Regions from separate parts of the Capra hircus genome. Here region 2 is linked to region 1. A link is a contact called in public Hi-C data. All regions are on one chromosome and are shown on one strand. The core of a region is the stretch at or near the end of the contact, and the rest is flanking DNA. Distances in the headings are between cores, read along the strand shown.

Region 1 (2,540 bases), core at 20-2,519:
GTTAAGTCACCAGTCCTGCATGTGGGTGCAGAGACTCCGCTTTAAAAATTCGAAGCGTCGCTTTGGTTCGCTGTCTTTGTTCGCGGGCGCGCGGGCCACACAGCCTTTCATTCATTCATTCCGGACTCGCTCGCTCCCCGCGCCTAGCTCCGTAACGTCGCCGCCCGGAGCATTACCGCTTCTTCTTCTGCTTGAGGGACTTCCTGCGTTTCAGGATCATCTCGTACAGCTTGTCCATGCCCTCGGTGAGACCCTCGCCGATGATGGCGCACGCCGGCTGGACGTGGTAGGTGGTGGCCGGGATGAGCTCGTGCAGCGCCAGCTGCTTCTCGATCTCCGCCACGGGCAGCGACTTGGGCAGGTCCTGCTTGTTGGCGATGACCAGCAGCGGCGTGCCCTGGTTCTCGGCGAACTTGGTCACTTTGTGTAGCTCTGTCTTGGCCTCCTCCAGCCGGTCCACGTCCACCGAGTCCACCACGTAGATGATGCCGTCCGTGCAGCGGCTGTAGGACTTCCACAGCGGCCGAAGCTTCTCCTGGCCGCCCACGTCCCAGAAGTGGCAGCTGATGCCCTTGGCCGTGCCGTTGCTCAGCTTGATCTTCTCCGTGTTGAAGCCGATGGTGGGCACGGTGTTCACGAACTCGTTGAACTTGAGCCGGTAGAGCACCGTGGTCTTGCCGGCCGAGTCCAAGCCCAGCATGACGATGTGCAGCGACTGGAAGGCCGAGATGTTGGAGGAGATGTTGCCCATGGCTCCTCGCTGCGGCGCCGGCCACTGCGGCTGCGGCGGGAGGGCGCCGCCCCCCGCCCTCCCGAGCAGTTACGGGCCCGACGCGGGCAGGCGCACCTGGGCCCCGCCTGCCGCCCTCAGCCGCCGGCACCGGCCTGGGCTTGGAGTACCCGGGGCGCACGGCTCGGCGCGCTCAGACACCGCGGCCCCCGCGCCCGCGCCGGCTGGGCATCGCGTCTCTCTCGATGGGCTTTGTCTCCCGCGAAGTCTCCTCCGCTGCGGCGCCGCGGGCTGCTCGCGCCCGTCGCCCTCCCCCGCCGGCCCAGGCTCTCTGCTGCTTCCTCGGGCCGCGCCCCCGCGCTCCAGCCGCTGCCCTGGCTCTCCGCGGCTGCGGGTTCCGGGCTCCGAGCGCCGAGGGCTCGCCTCTGCCTGGGCGGCGCCGCCGCGGGGCCAATCCCACTCCCAGGGCGAGCCTCGGAGGCGCAGGCGGGGCGTGGGCTTCCCCGGGCTTCGCTGCCTGCGCGGTGGCCTGGCTGTCCCCGCAGTCCCCGCGCCGCCACCGCCGCCGCCGGCAGCCTGCTGCGGCAGGAGGGCGCCGGGCCCCGCCCCTGGGAGGCCCCGCCCCTCATCCCGCCCCTATGGCCCCGCCCCTTCGTGGTGCCCTCGTACCGACGGCCCCGCCCCTCGCCCGCCCCGCCCCCCGCGCCCCGCCCCAGGTCGGGCGTGGACCTCCCAGCCTGGCGGGCCGCTTTCGCGCCTTTCAGTGCTTTCGAAATCGCCCTGGTCGTCTCCTCCCGCGCCGCACCCAGATAATGGGTTCCCGAGCTGCCGGCTCTTCCCGCCTCGGCCCTGTGACGCATCTTGTAAAAATAGCTCCCGGAACTCCACGCCTAGCCAGCCCCAGGCCGGACCGACTGCCCGGCGGGACTGCAGCGTGGGAGGCGCAGCCGGCCTCCAGGAGCGAGGGCCGGGGATCCAGAGTCCAGGGCAAGGCGGGCCGGGGCAGCCCTGCCCGAGGGACTGGGGACCATCCAAGGGGGAAGTGGGGTCAGAGTGCCCCCTCTGGGGAGAGAGGGCTGTAGATCAGGCCCCCGACCCCCATACTCCCCCACCCAGTAGAGGGGAAAGGAGGGCGTGGGCCGCAGGGAGCCAGCCCGGGCACGTGGCCTTTGCGGTGCCCAGGACACTGATCCTCCCTGGTACCCTGGCTCACTTCCCGGCCAGAACTCCGTGGGGGTGGGGTGGGGTCTCCACGGGATCCCCGCTGCCCTGGGGCCCAGACCTGCGCCCATATCGCCCCGGAGGCCTGGCTTCATTTAAGGAGACTTGTCTGTCCCCAGATAGCTCCGACGACTCACCAGCCCCAGACAGCTCCTTTGCTACCTTGTTTTTGTTCCAGCGTCTGCGCGGACATCCCAGGTCAAGTGTGAGCATCTCAGGAGAGCACCCTCTACCACCCATGGTACTTAGAGAACTGAGAACCACCTGCCCACAGGTGAACCAGTCCTCCAGCGACTGGTGCTCCAGGAGCATTTAGGCCTGAAACAAAAATGTGTCAGCAGCTCGGAGTAGGTTACACCGTAGGTCACAGGCACCAGTGCCCAGTCCCTGGCTGGCTTCTCCCATCACTCCGATTCAGTGCTCTCATTCTAGTTGGTAAGCACATAACCAAGGCTTATCCTCTGCAGGTACAGAGGAAACTGAGTGGAGGAGTAGAAGCAGAGGCAGTATGGACAAGGGCTTCTTCCCAATGCCAGCTTATGAGGCAAGAAGAGGGAAATGGGGTCTGGGGGATGGAAACGTGTCTGAT
Region 2 (2,540 bases), core at 11-2,510, 190 kb before region 1:
CAGTTGTGCGGTCTGTGCACTGCACACGCCTAGGCGGTGCTGCTTATACTACAGTCTGTAAGGAACAAGCCTAGGCCTGAACAGTTACGAACAGCAGGCCTGCCCCGTTGTAGTGATTAAGCTGTGATTCAGGCCTGCTGGCCCTGGCTGGTTCACAAAGGTTCCTGCCTGTTCTAGCTGCCAGAGGGGCAGGCCTCAGAATCTCTGAACCTCAGTTTCCTCAGTTGTAAAGGGAGGAGCTGGATAGGCTGATGTCCAGGCTCATTTAGCTAGACGTGCCAAACTGTACTACTTAGCTGTTCTTGGTGGCTCAGCTGGTAAAAAATCCGCCTGCGATGCAGGAGACCCCGGTTCAATTCCTGGGTCAGGAAGATCCGCTGGAAAAGGGATAGGCTACCCCTCCAGGATTCCTGGGCTTCCCTGGTGGCTCAGCTGGTAAAGAATCTGTCTGCAACACAGGAGACCTGGATCGGGAAGATCCCCTGGAGGAGGCCATGGCAACCCACTCCAGTATTCTTGCCTGGAGAATCCCTATGGACAGAGGAACCTGGTGGGCTACAGTCCATGGGGTTGCAAAGAGACACAACTGAGCGACTAAGCACAGCACAGCACAGTACCCCAGTATGTATGGATTCTGGGCAGTGCCCGTGATGTTACCAGACATGTCTGTGCTCCGGCTTGGGATCGAACATCCTGGTTCTGTTCTCGTCCAGATGCAATCTTTTCTTTTCTTTTTTCTTTCTTTCTTTTTTTTTTTTTTTTCATTTTTTGACTGCACCCCAAGGCACATGGGATCTTAGTTCCCTGACCAGAGACTGAACCCACCCCCCATCCCTCTGCCGTGCATTGGAAGCTTGGAGTCTTAACTGTTGGACCACCAGCGAAGTCCCCAAATGCAGTCTCCATCCTGCTGTTGCTCTCTGTCCCGCTCCAGCACTGCCCTTCCCACTCACAGGAAGAGGGAGGCTTTGAGGATGACTGAGGAGGTTCTAGAATGCCCAACCAGACTGAATCAGAAAACCCATGAAGAGGATTAGCGGGTGTTACAGCTAGAAATCTGTGTTAGGACCACAGAGGGGCTGTTTGCTCTTGTCAAGGTGCTTTCTGGGCTCATAGGTCAGAAGGTGAAGCTCTCTGGGGCAGGTGGCCTATTGCTGCCCTGCAGTCACACATGGGACCGGCCTCGCCAACCCCACCAAGATGCTGACTATCTAAGGTCAACTGTGAAGCCAGGCACACTGCCGTCTAGCAGATACTAAGCCCCAGACAGTTTAGGAGGAAGTGGAGTCAGACCGTGGACACTCTTCAAAGTCATGGGACTCTGGTTGGGACCCCAAACCCAGCCACTCCCAGTTAGGAGCCCGTGGGCTCCTAGGTGCCCATAGTTGCTTTGCAGGGCCCTTTAGGTGGGGCCACCCTTCAGTGCCTTGCACATAGAGCTGGAGGGTGGCCCGCAGAGCTGGGTGGGCGAGCACAGTCAGGTCAGGGAAGTCCGTGTGCACCATATTTCATTTTTACCCAGAGCTGCTCTGGATGGCAGGGACATTAAGCAAGAGAGTAATATTTTAGAGGGAGTTCTGGCTGACCACAGAGTTGGACAAGGGCCAAATGGGCACTCAGGGAGCACAGTCTGGGAGGCTGTGCAGTGGTTCCAAAGATGGATGGGTGACTAATAGAGACAAAAGACAGGTCATGCGGCAACAAGAACCGATCCAGCCAGCCAGCATGTGCAGAGCGCCTCCCTTGGATCAAATGCCTGGGGAATGAAAAAGGCTGGGGCTACAAGAGCCTTGAGACCAGAGACATCCTGAGAGTCAGGAAGAGGAGAGTGAGGGGAGGACAAGCCTGGGTGAGGCTTCTCTCTGTCCCCCAGCTCTCTGCCATCTCCCACCCCTCAGCTCACCACACACACACAGTCAGCCAGGGCTGCGCCTCTGCAGGTGTTGACTGCCATCAGGGGACCACGCTGATTGAACCAGAGCCCTCTTCATGGGGTCTGGACGGAACCATCTCGAGATAAGCAACGTGGTGCCACGCCAGAGCACAGAGCACTCAAAAATCACTCATTTTTGCTCCTTTGAAATGGTGGCAAGGCTTCTACAGAACAAACCACATCCAGAGTGGAAGTGATAAAGCTCAGAAGAGCGGCAAGGATAACCATGGTGACACTCTCACAGTTTGGGGCTGTAAATAAGAGGTGTGTTAACTCTGGAATTGCCACCGAAAACAGAAAAGCTGCAAATACCACAGCCAAACAACACTCTTCTCTTCTGGGCTCATAGACAGAGAAAGTACAGATAACTCACATTTTCCAGAGGCTGTACACAAATCTAAGCTTTTCTTTTGGCATTACTGTGGAAACTTTCCTCAGAGAGGAAGATGAGCCTTTCAAGGATGAGTTTTGTTTTGTTTTCTTAAATTTTAAAATAAAATATTCTCTTGCAGTTGTAAGAAAGAGTATAGAACAGACTTTTGGACTCTGTGGGAGAGGGAGAGGGTGGAATGATTTGGGAGAATGGCATTGAAACATGTATAGTATC

What was found. A called contact is a pair of places that touch in the nucleus more often than the background predicts.
Region 2: a contact with region 1 is called in a Hi-C map of blood, with 2.8 times the contacts expected there. The contact joins the enhancer-like site here to the promoter of ARL4C in region 1. A contact is called at or near these places in 3 of 5 Hi-C or Micro-C datasets (all in blood).

The regions. Positions count from the first base shown.
Region 1 is chr3:6,670,919-6,673,458 of ARS1.2, reverse strand. ARL4C (ADP-ribosylation factor-like protein 4C) reads right to left here and starts at 1,269. Exons shown (of 2, transcript XM_018040905.1): 1 at 1-1,269. The coding sequence starts at 751. The coding sequence ends at 173.
Region 2 is chr3:6,863,316-6,865,855 of ARS1.2, reverse strand. No RefSeq gene overlaps it. Among named protein-coding and RNA genes, the nearest start is that of ARL4C, 190 kb to the right of the region's middle. Within about 2 kb of position 1,260, at least 2 of the 5 cell types and tissues checked have an H3K27ac peak or open chromatin away from gene starts, as enhancers often do.